2 separate regions of the Drosophila melanogaster genome follow, and region 2 is linked to region 1. Evidence: chromatin contacts called from public HiChIP or PLAC-seq data. All regions are on one chromosome and are shown on one strand. Each heading gives the region's core, a stretch centred on a gene start, on an enhancer-like site or on the middle of the called end of the contact. The rest is flanking DNA. Distances are from core to core; before and after follow the strand shown.

Region 1 (3,647 bases), core at 705-3,204:
AGCATCAGCAGCAAGAAAAGTCCCAGCAGTTCGATAAACGAAGTCATGGTGATCATTTGATTATGTTTATGCTTAGTGATTCAACCGTTTCAGATCCTGGATCCAGATGCCTTCTGCTATCTTCGCCCGATTTGCTATCCTGTATGGGACTTCCGGCTTTTCTTTCTCTGACTTTCCTATGGTTAAGGCAGATTACAGTCTTTTAGGTGTGTGGTTTGTGTGTGGATATCCTTGTTGTTCCGATCGATGCGCTGAAAAGAGCAAATTTGTTAATATTTATAAATAATGAGCAAATTTGTTAATATTTATAAATAATGTAGTAAAAGTTTGAAGACTATAAACCAAATTATTAGCAATCAGAACAAAGAACAATGGAACTGGCGTTAAAGGGCTAATTCTTACAGTTTTACAAGCACCGTCCTTTTGTTATGTTTTTGGGCTAGTGTGTTTTAAGTGCTGATAAAGCGGGAGAAAGGGGAAATGGGCAATTGCTGTGTTGCACGCCATTTCTCCTGTTCCTTCCACTACTTTTATTGCTCACTCTTTTATGCACGTATTAATATGACAATTATGCGAGTGCAACAAACCACAACGTCACAAGCGCACCAAGTGATGAATACTACAGTTCAGGGGGAAAAAAAAATTGCAAGCAGTTGAAGTTAAAAGCAAAACTTGCATAAAATACGATCCCTTTTTAAATGTCATACCCAAAATAAAAGTGAATAGGAAATATTTGCTAATATAAGGTTTTGTGAAAGAGTGCATATGGTATTGATAAAGAATTGAACTAATGCTAATATCTTGACCGCAGCTGTATGTGCAGCCGCCCAGAAGAAAGAGAAAAAATCAATTTAAATTTGCGCCCAGCGGCGAAAAACGGAACAAAACAAAACGGGGGAGAAACGAAGGAATGGGAATTTAGCATACCATATTGTGTTTTTCTACGGGTTTTAATAGATACTATCAATGAGATACTATCAATTGATATGCTATTGAATCCCGATTTGAATGCTGCATATAATCAGCTAAATAAATTGTCTATTTGTTTGCCATTTCCTTTATTCGGTTCGCTGCCCCTATTTCCATTTTCAGTCTTAACACTTGCGCGTTATGTTAGTTCGAGGACATCCATTGATATTAAAAAAAATTCTTCATTAAATTTAATTCAAATATTATATTAATAAATAAGAACACAAAATTAACTCCAAAATTAACTCCATTTGCATAAAAAGACAATTTTACAATATGAATTTGTTTTCTGTTCATTTGTATTTCAAGTGCATAGGAAGAACTATAGAGTTTTTCGTTGTGTCAAAAAATTTACTTATTATTTACTATTTTGCAAACTGGGTCCATCAAGGGTTAATATTGTTGTTCCCTTACGAACACATCTGGCACAAAACAAAATAAGCAAAAAACGGTAAAAGGGGGTTGCGCCAAGAGAGCGTTCAAAAAGAGAGGGTGGCAGAGAGAACTACAGACACGCCAAGGATAATAGCAAAAGAAATCAACTTAAAGACACACAAAAACACATAGCACACACACACACACAAAAACACTCGAATTAAACATAAATAAATGCAATTTTCGCCAGCTCCGTTTTGTTGTGGACAAACCTTTACAATTAAATTAAACAATTCGAATTTAATACAATTGGCGGCTGCGTGTGGAATTCGCTTGACACACCAACAACAAATGAATGCTCACTTTCTTCGTTTCGGCTTTTGTTTGTTGTGGATTTTAATAAAAGCGACTACTTTTTATTTCGATCTATTTCGTATGCAGTTATTTCGATTCTTTTTCTTCTCTTTTATTTTTATTTTCTGCTGCTGCGGCGACGACACAACGCCGACGTCGACGGCGACGCGAAAACGACGTTGCGCTGCGTTTGCTGAGAATTTCCGTTACCGGCGTTCGAGCGACTTTCGTGGCAACTAGCGGTACCGAAATATCGAAGCTAACATCGATGCATCGATGTTTTTATCGATTTTCCGAAACATCGATGTCTATTTTTTTTTTTCATCGCTATTCGAAGACTCAGAAAACGAATTTCTTCAAATTTAAATTTATTCAATTTCAGTTATTAGCATGCAATCTTAAAATTGTATATGCATTTTCAATTTGTAGTGGAGGCCAAAAAATTTCCGATCAATTGATTTCCGACAAACTTATGTTTATCAATACCAGTTTAAGATTATGCATCTGAAAATATATCTTATTTTTTTTAATTTTATTATATTAATATTTGTTTTATATTAAATTACAAAAAAATTAAATTTAATAATAAATAAATGTTCTTTCTTTTTCAACAAGTGTAAATAAAAATATTATAGTCTGCAAATATCGATAGACGGCTAATTGTTGGGTATCGATAGCGAGCGGTGTGTGCGTCCGCGCTGCATGGAGCTGGCATTGGGTTTGAGTCTCAGCTTTGGAACTAAAAAGCATGAACTAAAAACATCGTTTCGAGAATTAATTGAGAATTAAATATTAAAGTCCCGCGTATTTAAAAAAAAAATAAAGCTGTTAGTTAAATATGACATCTTCTCTGCGAACGGTTTGGTTAGAGCAAACAAAAAAGTTTATATGACTACAACGAAAAATTCAATTTAATAAAGAACTAACGGAAAACATAGCATAAGTTTTTCCCGAAAAATATGATGTACTCAGCTGGATATTTAAAAATAGAGCAGGCTTGTTGTATTATTTACATATGCATTTTCCACGTGCTTAAATGTTAAATATATTTTAAATAATATATATAATTAATATATGCATAAGAAAAAACAATTCGAATAAAAATATATTTTGCAAAATATATTACTGCAGCCAGCACAGATATGACACTATTTAGTAAAGTATATACAGTAGTAGTAATAGTAAATTTGTAAATGTAAAACAAAAGCCAGTTTCCAGTTGCTTCACATTTAAGGAATTCGACTTGGCAAACTTTCTGACAGCTAACAACGTTGTGATTTAGATGCGTTTTTCCGCACTTGGCAACCGATGCAAATTGCGAAATGGAGCCCTTTGGCCCGCGGAAAGGAAAACGTGTGTGTGTCTGTCAGTTGTTTTTTTTTTTTTTTTATAAATACGCTCTTGGCAAAAAACAAAAAAACAATAATATTTTTGTTTACATTTGATTTTCTTATCGCCGCCAAGCGATCCATGTGGTGAGAGGAGCTCAATGCTGACGACTAAAAATCGGACAGGTGGACCCGATGACGGACGCACAACTATAATTTGATTAATGTCTGTACTTGTATTTGCAAAATGTTGAAATTAAAACGAGAATAAATTTTTGGTTTTTAAAAATTCCCATACAAAGAACTTGCAACAAACGGCTGAACTTATAACTTTGTAAATACCACATGTAAGAATACTAATACTTGTAAATGAAAAGCAAAGAACTTAGCTTAGCTAAGATTCGCTTAAATGCCTATATTTCGTCAGTTCAAATATTATTTAATTTCAATATTCGCAACATTCAAATTTCAAAGCGGACTATCGATACATATTTTTAAAAACACCCCACAAAATCCATACCAATTGGAAACATATACATATGTATCGATATGAGCAGCAAAACTCCGATGGCGATAGCAACTCGCACAGATGATTTTTGGATACAGCACTTGGGACGCCGT
Region 2 (3,717 bases), core at 273-2,772, 130 kb before region 1:
CAATCCAATCCCAGTTGTAAACCATAAGTGCGCTTAATTTGTAAATGCGATTCGCTGCAAGATTACATATGTTAATTTCCCAACTAACGTGTTTATCCTTAACTGACTGGGTCAGGGTTAGTTGTCAATTGAATTGGAAACAAGTAGGTTTTGAGCAATCCCCAACAGCTAACACACACACACACACATTTTAGTTAAAAACCCCAACAATAAAACACTACACAAAAAAAATATATATACATTGTATCTAATGCAAAAAACATGAAGACATTTGTGAAGACCCAAAGCATGAAGAGGAAGAACGAGTTGTTTCACCATGATTGCGTCTCGGACATCGACGGATCCGTATCCGATGGGAGCGAGGAGTTGGAGGAGCAGTCGCCGGAGCAAATCGAGGAGATAGCCTGGCCGCAAATGAAGCGTGAGATTGGCGCCATGAATCGAACGCTGGACGAAATACAGGCCCAGTTGGCCATCGATTTTCACGAGCGCGACGGCGGCAGATCGTGTTGGGAGGAGGAACAGGAGGCGTTGGCCAAGGGCCTGGAACCGGAGGACTCGCGCTGGATGATCATGCACGGTAGCAGGGAGGCGGCCTTGCGAGAACTGCAATGGAATAACCTGCGCATTCGCAGGCAACTGGCGGATCTCGTTCGCTGCTCGGAACTGGGCAGAGCACGCATCTCGGCACTGGATCGTCTGTTCCAACGGCAGACGAAGGAGCTGGTCGGGTGTCGGCAGGACCACGAGCGCGTCCTCTCCTTCCACCTGACCAAGCAACTGGAGGCGGGCAAGTGCCTGCAGCGCTATCGCTACGCGCGTGACTTGTACGCCAGCTGGCGTGAGCTCTTCAAGATGGGTCGCCACCTGAAGGAGGCCTACAAGAAGATACTCGAGCGCACGCAGTCTCGCTTGGAGTATGCAGAGATCAAGCGGCAGGCACTCGACGAGATGACGGTGGCCCACGAGATGTGCCTGGGCTCAACGCGAAGTCTGTTGGCCCGCGTCCGGGATCTGGAGCTCGGCCTGGCACCGCTGGGCTTCTCAAGGCCATCGGTTATGTCCCGCAAAATCGGTAGCCTCGGCACGTCTGGCGCCGGGCATGCCGATAGCAATCGCGCCGAGGAGCATCCCGGCAGGCCCGTCTGGGTGAAGGCCAAGGCCTGGCAGCGTCGTTCCTATCGGACCGTCAAGTTCTCCCGCGGCGAATTGCTCGAGCTGCCGGTGGTTGTGCCGCCCGAGGCGAAGACCTGGTACGGCAAAATGTTGCGCATGCTGCACAATCCGCCCAAAATCTATTAGTGTTTGTTTGCCAATTGTTTAGCTCATTTAAAGTAATAATAAACAAAAAATTCAAAATAAGCAACAGTTTTTTTTTTATTCAAGCGCACTGTTAGCTAACATTGCTGCTTAACAGGCAGTTAGCAGCGAGCTGCACGGTCACACTGATAGCGAAAGCGCATTTCCCGCCGATCGGCTAGCCGGTCACACTGCAAACCGTCGCGTTTCATTTCGCGAAGGCTGCGCGCGCGGATTACGGTTAATTTTCAGTTGGTTTACAAACTTTACAAACGGCGTACGCTTATCGCGATCGCTTTTAATCAACAAACCGAATTAGTTGCCAAAATAACGGGAATGACACAGGAAATGTGCTGCCGGTGCTCAAATGCTAGCTTAATTGAGTGAAAAAGTGCAAGTGATCGAACTGCAACGGTTACAAAAAAAACGGTTGTTTTTCTCTTTATTTTTGTTTTATAAACTAAGAAATCGTTCTATAAATTGCATTTATTTGAATATCTGTAAGCCCGCGTTTATCTCAAATGTACTTGTGCGCGCCACCTGTTTTTTAATTAATATTTTACTACAATCGGCGTGATAAAAAGTGTATGAAATTCGTTATTTTTTTTATTTTTTTGGTTTTTGTTGAGAGTGCAAGATCGTGCAGCTTGTGCGTGTGTGTGCGTTCAGTGTGCTTGTGAGGAAGTTATAGTTTAATGTTGGTTAGCTTCAATTGTCGAGCAACAGAGAAAAAAAGAAATAAATAAATAAAACAGCAGCAGCAACAACAACGATGTGATGCTGATTGATGTCACACACACCACGAAGGAAAAAAAAATAAAAAATAAATAAAGTAAGTAGCAGACAATTGGATTTGCATGGGGGAAGAAGAAGAGCGAAGAGCCGAGTTTATCAATGAAAGTGAACTGTGGGAGTTGCTCGCTTTCAGTGGGTGTGTGTGTGTGTGTGCACAGTGGCGCAGCCAAACGGGGATTTCTGGGGTTAATAACCCCCAGCATACCGGGCACTGTTATCGAACCGAGCATACATCTATCGAAAATATCACTCGCTAAATGTGATTTATCGAAAGTTTACATATCAAATTATCGGGTATTAAAGTTTGCTTTGGTAATCTTTAATCGGTGTGAGAATTAGGAAAATCTAACTTCAAGATCATTTCTAGCGTAACATTACTCTCAGATAAGAACATGAAGGATTTATATATGCACTAAGAATGTGGAATATTGAAAGCAGGCATTATTTTAAATGTGATTTGTTTTATGGTTAGCTTTTAAGTTTGTGCCTCAGTTCTAAATGCAGCAGATTTATCGTGGAAAAACGAACAAATACTGGAAAATATGGAAAAAATGTTAAGATAACGAATTTCTTAGGAGCTGATAGTGCTTACTAATTAAACAAGACACTATATAGATGGTATTACATCCAACTCTCATCCTAGGAAGCAAAAATTTGATAAGAACTTTCCCAGCTCTGTTGATTTAATGTGACAGTTTTCAAAATCTACTAAACTACTTTCAACCAAACTAAACAATAGATAGTTGATCGTGGTATTTGCTTGGAATAATCATTAATTAGCTAGTTTTAGTTACTTCTACTTTTTCCCATTGACATTTATTTAGCATAAATTTCAGTTAGCATTCTTTCATCACCAGGTGTTTACATATTTCTTGAAAAATGTGTTGTTTGTTGTCTGTTTTTTTTTTTTTTTTGGCGCTATCAAAGCACGTTGGAAACGTCTTAGTTATATATGGATTGGATGAATAAAGTGTTCCAAGTTCGCATGTATTGGAATGTGCGTGTGTTGGCTATATGTGTATGTACATACCTATATAAATATATATATTTCTTGGTACATATACATATATATATATATGCTGAGAAATGCCGTTGCCAGCAGCCGCTGCAGCAACAACAGCAATGGGGAACCTTTTGATAATCATATCACGCAGTCCACTGATAATTCGCATTGTATTTGTTTGCTGTTGTTGTTGCTCCTGTTGCTTTATCAGCCCGCTCTCCCTCCCTCTCTTCATCAGCGTCTCTTTCGTCGCCTCTCTTTCGCGATCACTGGACTCTCTTTTCTTTAGGGGGGCACAATAATAAATAAAATACAGAACAGACAGCACAAAAATGTCCAATAATTGTTTAATAAATTTAGACTACAGTAGAACCTCATCCAAAGTTTCCATTGTTTCCAAGCAAACAATAAAAAAAAAAAAATAACAAAGATATATGAATAAATCAAAATCGAAATCCCTATTATATTTCCAATTTTCTGCGATCTCTGCGCATTATTTCGCTGTTATCTCCGATCCCCCGGACTAATGGAAAGTTTCCAGACTGTGTTTACATCGGGCGGGATTATGGAGGGGAAATTATGGGTTTAGACCTCCGGGAAAATTTTTGATCACTAGACAA

Evidence for each region. HiChIP or PLAC-seq counts read pairs in DNA pulled down with a chosen protein or histone mark.
Region 2: a contact with region 1 is called in an H3K27ac HiChIP or PLAC-seq map of the Kc167 cell line, with 7 times the contacts expected there. The contact joins the promoter of Pde9 here to the promoter of Agpat1 in region 1. A contact is called at or near these places in 1 of 1 datasets of contacts at CTCF or cohesin (the Kc167 cell line), 21 of 107 Hi-C or Micro-C datasets (the Kc167 cell line, the OSC cell line, the S2 cell line and 7 more) and 3 of 6 datasets of contacts at active chromatin or transcription factors (all in the Kc167 cell line).

Annotation. Positions count from the first base shown.
Region 1 is chrX:12,763,573-12,767,219 of dm6, reverse strand. It overlaps Agpat1 (1-Acylglycerol-3-phosphate O-acyltransferase 1), which reads right to left and starts at 1,954. Exons shown (of 4, transcript NM_167337.2): 1 at 1,617-1,954; 2 at 1-251. The coding sequence starts at 56. It overlaps pira (pirate), which reads left to right and starts at 3,609. Exons shown (of 1, transcript NM_001298238.1): 1 at 3,609-3,647.
Region 2 is chrX:12,895,132-12,898,848 of dm6, reverse strand. It overlaps Pde9 (Phosphodiesterase 9), which reads left to right and starts at 1,522. Exons shown (of 10, transcript NM_001272567.2): 1 at 1,522-2,131. CG32650 reads left to right here and starts at 180. Exons shown (of 1, transcript NM_167341.2): 1 at 180-1,346. The coding sequence starts at 262. The coding sequence ends at 1,302. Coq8 (Coenzyme Q8) reads left to right here. Exons shown (of 2, transcript NM_132608.4): 2 at 1-81.